Regions from separate parts of the Mus musculus genome. Here region 1 is linked to region 2. The links are chromatin contacts, called in public Hi-C maps. All regions are on one chromosome and are shown on one strand. Each heading gives the region's core, a stretch centred on a gene start, on an enhancer-like site or on the middle of the called end of the contact. The rest is flanking DNA. Distances are from core to core; before and after follow the strand shown.

Evidence for each region. A called contact is a pair of places that touch in the nucleus more often than the background predicts.
Region 1: a contact with region 2 is called in a Hi-C map of Th1 cells, with 2.4 times the contacts expected there. The contact joins two enhancer-like sites. A contact is called at or near these places in 1 of 484 Hi-C or Micro-C datasets (Th1 cells), 2 of 115 datasets of contacts at active chromatin or transcription factors (fibro-adipogenic progenitors and thymocytes) and 1 of 9 other capture datasets (adipose tissue).

The regions. Positions count from the first base shown.
Region 1 is chr9:33,006,385-33,012,218 of GRCm38.p6, reverse strand. No RefSeq gene overlaps it. Among named protein-coding and RNA genes, the nearest start is that of Gm27166, 22 kb to the left of the region's middle. Within about 2 kb of position 4,563, at least 21 of the 459 cell types and tissues checked have an H3K27ac peak or open chromatin away from gene starts, as enhancers often do. A contact at or near this core is called in Th1 cells, where this site is marked.
Region 2 is chr9:32,696,143-32,701,440 of GRCm38.p6, reverse strand. All of the region lies in intron 3 of Ets1 (E26 avian leukemia oncogene 1, 5' domain), which reads right to left. Among named protein-coding and RNA genes, the nearest start is that of Ets1, 63 kb to the right of the region's middle. Within about 2 kb of position 1,645, at least 29 of the 459 cell types and tissues checked have an H3K27ac peak or open chromatin away from gene starts, as enhancers often do. A contact at or near this core is called in Th1 cells, where this site is marked.

The DNA of each region.
Region 1 (5,834 bases), core at 3,314-5,813, 310 kb before region 2:
TGACAGAATTAGACAAGTGTTATTGGGTTTTGGTCCAAAGAAGCAAGGAAGAAAATATAGGTACAGTCAGGGAGGTGGAGGGAAAATGTGCACTTCCAGATGAGCTTGCAAGCAAAATTTCCAAGATTATGGGTAAAATGACTCAAAAAGAAAGCCAATAAAGTAAAAATCATTTGAAACATAGATTCACTTCATAAATTGATGAATGGAATGGAAAATGTGATTAACACTAAAATCTTTAAGAGTCTTTTAAACATAAACAATGGGAGAAATTAATAAAATATAATGGTAATATGGAGCAAAATAATCAGGTTGTGAATTCTGGCAGACACTGCCATAAACACTCCATGCAAATAACAAAGGATAAAAAAGAACCAAGTGAAAAAAATGCAATGGTACTGAGCAAGCAAACTGTATGAGATATCTATTATAGCATGCAGTACCCGTGGATAATCGTCTGATAGAAGCACCTATTTCATATTATTTATGTTAAAGCACATGTTTTTTTAAAGCAAAACTACAAAGAGAAAATTTACATTAATAGATTTAAAATTCCATAGTATAAAAGGATTTCTTGCAAAAATTTAGATTAATAGATTTAAGATTCTATAGCATAAAAGGATTTTTTGCACCAAATGCAAAGAGCCAAAATGAAGAAAAATACTGACAAACCCAAAACCACAACTTAATCTTGTGTGTGTAGGAGAGCCTTTAAACCAAACTAAAGGTCATTGAAAGAAGATGGTGTTAGATCATGGTTCCTCTAGCTCAGTATAAGTATGCATGTGGTACACCCAAAATAACAGACATAGAAATGATAAAGAAAAGTATCAAATGATCTAGCATAAAGCATGCAGACTGTTTCCATGAGTCATTTATGAATTCTAACAAACTGAAGTGGAAAACTGAGTGTGGGACACACATATAACCATGGGTTCAACTATGCAAATCATAGGGAAATTCAAATAATAGGGTCCACTTCCAATTCTGCCAGGTGCTTAAAAGGCCAAATTTGGGCCAAACCAGTGGGGGCATGGGAATTCTCATTTAACAAGGTATGAAATTTCAAGACCATAATCTTTCCACCCTGGAGAGCATATGCATTTGCTCTAGAGCAATGCTCAGAGAACAGTGGCTAGGGCTATCTGTGGGTATGGTAATGTAGTAAGCATGCAAATGATTGCAATGTTAAGTGTGTAGTAGTGGTACATACATGTATGTACAGATACAGCAGCTTGTGTGTGTTCATGTAATAACCTGTCCTGAAGTTTGAAAGACATAAACTATATATACATTACCATTAACTTATTTAAAAATATTGAATGACAAAGCAATTGAGCACTTTACATACACTGTGCTATATTTAAATGAATTAATCAAACCATCGGCTCCTGTTGATCTATATGAACTATTTTGTATGCATTGAAATATTTTTAAGTAAACACATGTAACTTAATATACAACATTAATGGTTAACTCTAGAGGGGTTAGAATGAAATTAGAAAGGGTGTCATGGACTCTTGGCTCATGGACTCCATAGACTCATGGACTCTTGTTGTTGTTGCTTGTCTCGACTATGTCCTGAGGACATGCTGTGTGAAATGCCATTCTGTTCTGATGGTGGATAAACAGGTACTTATCAATTTGCCTGTGTTGTCCTCTTTATTTTCTCTTTGAATTAGAGGGGTGGTAGAGTATCTAAATTCCCAGAACAGAGCTACTCTGAGAGATACCACTGTTCCAGAATTCAGTAATGTAAGGGTGACCTTAAGATTTGAGTGTACATTAGGAGATCAGTCAGTGCATGCTGAGGTACCCCCAAGCATCTCAGAATTAATGAGTGAGAGGGAGCTCTTGGATTTCAGTGAGGATGGCAAAAATATCATTCATTCATATACTGACTATAATCATGAGATAATTTGCTCAGCAATTCTACCTTGTAAAATATATGTAAAATAATGCAAGATATCAATCATATTTTATTGTCCCCATTTTGCAAACAAACATTAATATAAAATAAGTGGCAATTTTTTTCCTCCTCCTCCTCCTCCTCCTCCTCCTCCTCCTCCTCCTCCTCTTCTTCTTCTTCTTCTTCTTCTTCGCCTTCGCCTTCGCCTTCTCCTTCTCCTTCTCCTTCTCCTTCTCCTTCTCTTCCTCCTCCTCCTCCTCCTCCTCCTTCTTCTTTCTCTTTCTTTTCTTTTTTTCTTTTTTTTTGTTTCCAGACTTTTTCAAAAGGTTTTCAGGGTTGTTGCTCTCTTCCCACATTCCCTTTTTTACCCTGTGTGGCAAGAAATTGAACCCAGACCACACTTAGTTAAGTTCCATACTATCATCAGAATGTCAAAAATGTAGACATGGATTTAAGGCCTCCCTAGGATAGGTCTTGGGCTTATCCAGTGGCCCTGGTGACAAAACGGGTACTTAAAAGTGCACTTTGTTCAGTTCTGAGCCCCATTTTTTAATGGGGTTATTTGATTTTCTGAAGTCCACCTTCTTGAGTTCTTTATATATGTTGAATATTAGTCCCCTATCTGATTTAGGATAGGTAAAGATCCTTTCCCAATCTGTTGGTGGTCTTTTTGTATTATTGACAGTGTCTTTTGCCTTGCAGAAAAAATGGGGCTCAGAACTGAACAAAGAATTCTCACCTGAGGAATACCAAAAGGCAGAGAAGCACCTGAAAAAATGTTCAACATCCTTAATCATCAGGGAAATGCAAATCAAAACAACCCTGAGATTCTACCTCACACCAGTCAGAATGGCTAAGATCAAAAATTCAGGTGACAGCAGATGCTGGCGTGGATGTGGAGAAAGAGGAACACTCCTCCATTGTTGGTGGGATTGCAAGCTTGTACAACCACTCTGGAAATCAGTCTGGCGGTTCCTCAGAAAATTGGATATAGTACTACCGGAGGATCCAGTAATACCTCTCCTGGGCATATATCCAGAAGATGCCCCAACTGGTAAGAAGGACACATGCTCCACTGTCTTCATAGCAGCCTTATTTATAATAGCCAGAAGCTGGAAAGAACCCAGATGCCCCTCAACAGAGGAATGGATACAGAAAATGTGGTACATCTACACAATGGAGTACTACTCAGCTATTAAAAAGAATGAATTTATGAAATTCCTAGCCAAATGGATGGACCTGGAGGGCATCATCCTGACTGAGGTAACACATTCACAAAGGAACTCACACAATATGTACTCACTGATAAGTGGATATTAGCCCAAAACCTAGGATACCCAAGATATAAGATACAATTTCCTAAACACATGAAACTCAAGAAAAATGAAGACTGAAGTGTGGACACTATGCCCCTCCTTAGAAGTGGGAACAAAACACCCTTGGAAGGAGTTACAGAGACAAAGTTTGGAGCTGAGATGAAAGGATGGACCATGTAGAGACTGCCATATCCAGGGATCCACCCCATAATCAGCATCCAAACGCTGACACCATTGCATACACTAGCAAGATTTTATCGAAAGGACCCAGATGTAGCTGTCTCTTGTGAGACTATGCCGGGGCCTAGCAAACACAGAAGTGGATGCTCACAGTCAGCTAATGGATGGATCACAGGGCTCCCAATGGAGGAGCTAGAGAAAGTACCCAAGGAGCTAAAGGGATCTGCAACCCTATAGGTGGAACAACATTATGAACTAACCAGTACCCCGGAGCTCTTGACTCTAGCTGCATATGTATCAAAAGATGGCCTAGTCGGCCATCACTGGAAAGAGAGGCCCATTGGACACGCAAACTTTATATGCCCCAGTACAGGGGAACGCCAGGGCCAAAAAGGGGGAGTGGGTGGGTAGGGGAGTGGGGGTGGGTGGCTATGGGGGACTTTTGGTATACCATTGGAAATGTAAATGAGCTAAATACCTAATAAAAAATGGAAAAGAAAAAAAGTGCACTTTGGATTATACCTCTTAGTTTCCTTAAATCTGGTTTTAATGGCATTAAAGTGACCCAATTTATGACATTATACAGAAGTGTAAGGAAAACTGACAAAATGCTGGGAGGATGCCAATGCTCAAAAGCAGGGGCAGTTACAAAGCCAGGGTCTTGAGATGCCCAATGATTATGGAGACCTGTTCCACCCACAAGTCAATGATCTGATGGTCCAGATTTCCAAAGGATGCCCACTCTAGTCTGAAAGACTTGGAAAATATGCCAGAATCTTCCACCGTCAGATACTCTCCACACATTCACTGCTGTACACTAAATCTCTCTCTGAAGGACAGAGGTAAATGAGCCAAATATGGCAAGATTTAAACTGTGGTGCAAAGGAAGTGTGGGTGTTTGCAAAACCACATTTTGCTCACCTCACAGGCCTTCGACCTTTGGGGGGTGACTTTCAATTTGTCCTCTTACCTCCATGCTCATGCTGATTTAGAGAGGTGGGGGGGGGGCACTTCCCCAAGGACTCTGTGTCAAAGCACAGGAGATGGATTAGAGGTAATTAAGCCCATACTAGAAACTCAGCTGTCATTGGGACCTTTTGGCTATGTGGGCTCTTCAACAAGAACACTGGTAAATAATTGAGCTCTGGTTCAGAGTCCAGGGTCAAGGGTCAGACTTAAAACTGAAAGCAAAATGGAATGAAGCTGATATGTATGCCATTACCTTAACCCCAGTCGGGATGGGATGGAGATTCTTAGAGAACAAGATCAGAGGAGACTTCTTCCCAAGCTCTCCAGGAAGCAGCTCCATCTAGCATGGGCTTCATTTCTTTCCTCCTCCATGTCTAATATCTACCTAGGCAGAAACATTAATGGCATAGTTTCCAGTGAAAAGTTTGGTTATTTATGTGCATAGAAACATAATCATGAAAAGTTATTATTTCCCTAAGTTTTGCTCTCAAAGACAGGTATTTTCAGACCCACATAGGAAAAAAAAAAAAAAAAGCCTTTTGGTGAGAAGCCAGAGGGTTAAGTGAGCACTCTACTCCCTCTATCTGAGTTAAGACCAGCTCTACTGCTTCAATGATGTGAAGTATGTGAAGGAACCATTTGGTTCTGTTGAGCAGACATTGTATATCAAAGCAGATACTAAAGAAGTAAAAAACAAAGCAAGCAAACTGTATAAATCAAGATTCTCTAAAGCAACCAATGTGATAGAACAAATATGGTGTGTATTTGAGTAGCTTACAGACCTTGTCTCACTATGCTTAATAATACTGTCTCCAGAAGGAAAGTCCAAAATCCAGTAGTTGCTCAGACCTTGAGACTGGTTGTCTCACATGGTCTTCAGTATACACTGGAATCCCAAAGAAGTAGGCTCTAATACCAGTAACGGAATGGAATTTCCAGCCAGAGTAAAGGCAAGCAGACAGAGAAAAGGGGCTTTATTCTTCATGTCTTGTTAGCTGCTACCAGAAGGTGTGGCCCAGACCAAAGGTTGATAACTACCCCAAGTGATTCAATCGAGAAAAACCCCTAATAGGCATACCCAGATGCTTGGGTTTTAGTTCATTCCAGATGTGGTCAAGTTGACAATCAATAATAGCCATCACAAATCGATCCCTTGTCAACCTGACAGAAAATTGAATCTCCTTCCATTATACTTAATTTCAAAATTAAAACAGTAACCAGGTCATAATTATGCCTAACTTGATATAATCATGTTGAGCCTAGATAAGAGCCTTGCTCCAATTTATGAAGAACAGAGAATCACAAGGACAAAGAGCTGTTTAAAGTTTGATTCCACATTGTTTTATAACTCTGCTCTGAGGTCAGAGCCTGCTTTAGTTACTTGTCTCATTATGCAACAAAGCACCTAGTGAAAGACACTTAAAGAAGGAAGGATATCCCATGATGAGAAAGTTGTGGTG
Region 2 (5,298 bases), core at 396-2,895:
ACCAACCAGTGCTGCGGGAGATAAAACGGTAGAAGCTGGAGGCGCAGGGACTTGACGGTCCCACCAGAGACCAAGCCTAGAACACCTGAAAGTCAGCAAAGCACAAGACTCCCTGGTTCTCCCTTCAGCACCTGAGGTTGGAGTGCCCAGAACCTTTAAGCCTCTCCTAAGAATACACATCTGGCTGGCCACGCCTCGGGACACCCTTTCACCACGCCATTCAGCTCAGAGGATGGCAGGGAGAACCCCTGTACTCCTTGAGCCTCCAAAGCACCAGGCAGTCAGCACGGCCTTCTTATACAGACTATGGTTTAATTTCCAGAATGACTGAAAATAACACAGTGCTTTTACATCAGGTACAACATGCCTGCCACATCGTACTGGTGTCTAAGTCTCTAAAGAGTCAATGTAGAAAAGGTGTATACTTCTATGAATATCACATTCTCCATCCAGAAAAAAGGAAAATGGGATGAATAGTATTTCCCACAGAGTGAGTGTCAATCAAGTGTGGTCCAGTAAGGGACCATTGTAGACATTCAAAGCATACGCGATAGACATTTCAGAAACTTCCTACAACAGTTAGGTAACAGGAGTTACCATCAGCAAGGCCCAGGAATGTCGTCACAGCTACACTTCTCATTCTGTCTATAATTACATTGTCTCATTTGCCAATGGAATCAGCCACTGTACTCTGAAACAGGGATACTCTTTCCTGGAAAATCCTGGCTGCCACTAACCAGCTCTTGCTTTTGCAGAAATTGTGGTAGGGCCCCGAGCAAGCTAGACTTGGGGAGGTTGACCACGGCTGCTTTGTCTCCTAGAGAGATGTTCCTACAGGGTGGTCTGGCCTCTTTAAGAGGAAAAAAAAAAGCCCAGCAACACAAACCAACCAAAAATGCCAGGAATGTAAGCTCTGCCAACCAAGTAAATAAATAAAATGTAAAATACTTTATAATAACTGGACAAGACACATTGCTCAATCCAGTAAGATGGAAAAACTTTACTAATCCCCCACAACTCTGCAAACGTTGCCATTGTCCTTGGACTTGGGAGATTTCCTACTCTGAGTATCAATGTATCAATGTATCAATGACAGGTTCAATCACCCGAAGGAGTACACCAGCCTCTAGAACCTTGCAGAGTGACAGTCAGGCCTCCAAACACTCTGCAAGTGAACTGCAAACCAGATTTGTTATCTAGAGCTCAGATTAAAGCCCCACTGGTGTGAGATTTCAGGCCAGGTCTTTTTCTCTCTTGTTCTTTCCTTCCCAAGTGGTAGATGTGGGAGACATATATAAACCAGCCATTAGATTCCCTACCAAACCTTCCAGGGTCCTTTGAATGTTCTACACCGTTCAAGGTTCCTATTGACTTGTTTCTTCCTTATCTGCTCCACAGACCCCAGGACCTGGGCCAGCACTGAGTAAAGGTGTTCCACATATTCCGGTTTCATCTTTATCCAAGGATTATTAGTCTCGGTTCACACTCGCAGGAGCTGGAGGACAGGGAGATTAAGTAGTCTGCCCAAAGTCACACAGCCACTAACTGGGGATTCACACCCAGACAAACTGGCTCCACAGACCCTGTCTAAACCACTGGTCTATTTAGTCACTAACAGAGTGTGGCAACAAGGGATCTAGAAACACAGTCATAAGCAAAGCTGGCAGCCGGCAGCCGGCAGCCCTCCCCTCTTCCTTCTTTCCTGTAGCAACACAAAGACCGTCTAAACTAAGAAAGGACAACGCTTCTCCCATCTCTGAGGACAATAATGGTCCCCAGGGGATGGACGTCCTCTATCAAAGTAAGATGGAGGTTGGGTCTGGTCCTTATAGCCTTATAAATGGGCAAAGAGCCAGTTTTCTGTGTGAAAACTGCTGTTCCTCCATGGCCAGCGTCTCCACCTCACTGGTGGTACAGGTGAAGTGGAATGAGAAGGAGAGCAATAATAAAGTAACATTTGCTCGCACACCCTGCCTTCATAGCCTCAGCCCTTACTCCAAAGCCTCCACACCAGGAAGGAACTAGGAACAAGTCAAGGCTGCGTTTGGATTTAAATCTACAGCAGACCTGAGAGACGTGTGCAATGAGATAGTATGCCCTACCTTACACTTGTGAGGGAAACCGAATGCCCGTGTCATTTTAGGGTGTGTATTAACATTGTCAAAAATGTCAGACCTCAAAATCAAACCAAAGCGCATAATGGTTCTTGGTCAAGTCCTAACCACAGAGAGGCTAGCAAATATTCCAGGTGTCCTGTCTCCAATTTGGACCCTCAGACTTCCCACTTCACTTCTCTGATTCTAGGAATCTGGGGAGGGGGCAGAGAGGAAGTTCTGACTTGATTGCTGAGGTAACAGCAATACCTGACACTATTTGTCTCTGCTTGTGAGAAACGAAGCAATACAAAGAAAAACCATTATGATAAAGACCAAGGTCCCAGTCGTGGACTCGAACCCACGCCATGAATAGTTGAACTTTGACACAGGTGTCCTGTGTAATCTGATGGGCCAGGTAAAGCTCTACTTAACATCTACTTAATATCCTTCTTTCTGTTAGCCAAGACTACCAAAGAAGTCCTGGCCAGGGCTTACTTCTATCTTTGCACCTAAAAATTGAAGTCTCCATTGAAACTTCTTTACTGAGCCTCCAAAGGTAACTTGCAATATTGCTCACTGTATGGATCTGACACGTTAGAAACAGATTCAGCTTCCTTCAGCTTCTGGCTCCGTGCAGAATTTTGCCTAATTGTCTTAACGTGTTGGTGCCTCTGGATTCTCATCCGAGGTATGGGCATATTTACATAAATGCAGTACAGTCCAGAAAAAAATACTTCAAAAAGTTATAATAATCAACAAATCATTGCTCTTTATTTTGTCTAAGAAAGTGTAGTGAGATATATATATGTGTGTGTGTGTGTGTGTGTGTATATATATAGTGAAATATATATAGTGATATATATATATATATATATATATATATATATATATATATATATCATAGTGAATGGCAGAAGACTCTTAATTTCTTGGACCAAATGAAATTTTGTTGCTTTGTTGTGCTGAAGGTCAGTGGCTTGGAAACTTTTTCTTTTTTCTTTTTTTTTTTTTTTTTAAATTTTGAGAAAGGCTTTCACTCTATTGATCAAATTGGTCTTGAGCACACTATGTAGGCCCCAGGGCCATTTCCATCTTACATTCCTTGAACACTTTTTTTTTTAATCAAAAAAAAAAAAAGAAGAAGAAGAAGAAGAAGAAGCCACTGTAAAGGTACTTCATATAATGACAACGGACTGCAGCACCAGGCCTGCCTAGCTCTATTTGCCTGGTGGGGCAGCTCAATGAAGTTACTCACCCACAGTTTATTTTTTATCAATAACTGAAGTAATAGAATCAAATGCTTTGAAATCTCATAGATTTAATATTAAATTACCAAAACATATGCTTCATCTCTTTGCTATGATCTAAAACATGTGCAGCCAGGGGCTCTCATTCACTGGCAGCATGAAAGGCCCACTGTAGGTATGTGAACTGACATAATACACATGATGTTTGCCAGACACCCAAATCTGTCTCTTCCCCATAAACACACATAGCACATAGAAACAAGCCATTCTTAAGGAAAGGGCCTATTAGCTGAGTTTATATCTTCTCTGTGAACTATCCCTTCGCGTCTGCTATATATGGTTTTAATCAATGGTAACACAGAGAACTCCTGGCTCCATCGAACACCCCAAACCCACTTTCATAGCAACATTTCTATATGTAGCTCTGAGTGCCTGAGAAGTCTCCCCAGCTCTAGGAGAGACCCCCAGCTCAACCTGGCTCTGAATGTCATCACACTGTGTTTGTACAGAGCAATCCGGCACTGACTGTCAGGAGCGTCTCTAGAAAGGATGGCGCCCAAATGTCTTCATTAACATTTTGAAACACATCAGAATGTCAAAACGTCATCTTGGCTTGTATTGAAAGTCTAAAGAACAGGTTAAATATGCAGTTATTTACGGCAGAGGCAAGAGATCAGGGACAGCAGTTAAAGTTACAGATAATCAGACCCAATAGACGTGTGTGTTTTGACATCTGATTGTTTTCCAAAATGCATCATCTTCTCCCTTTATCTTTCTAGATCCTTTCACCTCCAAAGTCACTTTTCTCTGAGTCCAGCTTCCTATTCTAAAAGTAGGCACTTTGCACTCTGCTAGCTTCAGGAATCCCCAAGAGTTGACTCCATCTGTTGAACACTAAAATTTCCTTCTAAGACAATATTCGATGTCTTTACTCTCCCTCTCTTCTTCAAATCCTTTAAGCCTGCTAAATAAAACCATGAGCCAAAGACACTAAGTTACATCTGGTCGTGGGATGCTTTCCTTCTTCAAGGACCTTTGGTACGGGAGGCCAAAAGATGGCAGAATAGAAAGGCAGTAAAGCTAGTTACTACACTGACCAGGAAGGAATCAGACTTTCCCAAAGTTAAACAGATTCTGTTCGTTTCTCCTCCCACTACCTCCCCCTCAACCTAGAAAAGAGGAGTGAGGCTCTAAGGGACTTATGACAGGGGCGCTCAGGATGCAAGTGCTCGTAGGCCGGGCAGCTAGCCAGACACCCTTTCAGCACTTCACAAGAGCCTCCCATCAAGCTCCAATACTGGGGAGACACAGTTGGGACGGGGTGGGGGTGATCTTAGAGACAGTGTCAGGCCCCTTGCTAACATTAAGGAATATTACCAGAAGTTTCTCGCTTATGTGGGAAAATTCAAACAACGGAATTAGGGAGCTGGAAATTCTATAAGCGTTTTCCCATTAGTCACAAAACACACAGCTGTGAAAATAAATACACCCAGCCCCCCCCCCCCCAAAAAAAGCCAAGGGTCTTGGGCCACCAACAGTCCTCCTGGCTTCTGCATCCAGTGCTCCTGAGGGAGCAGCGCAGCCCAGAAGGGGACCCGGAGCTGGGGTGGGGGCCTCACTGTTGCCACTCACCCGGGGAAGGGAAAAGCTCGAGATCCACTTTTTCTGTCTTGATGATGGTGAGAGTCGGCTTGAGATCGACGGCCGCCTTCATGGTGCCCGGAGTTGAGGGGGCCGGCGGGATGAGAGTAAGTTTGCTGTAACTGTTGTTTTGCTTTTTAATGGGGATTTTTGAACCCAGTGGAAGGGGACAGAGCGCAACCCTAAAATCTCAAATTCCCGCTGACCGCCCCGCGGGAAGGTGCGCGCCCAGCCAGTCCGCGCGAAGTTGGCACTTGGCGGAGCAGAGAGCGCGCTTAGGTCCCAGCCTCGCCCGCGCCTCGCCCGCCCGCTCG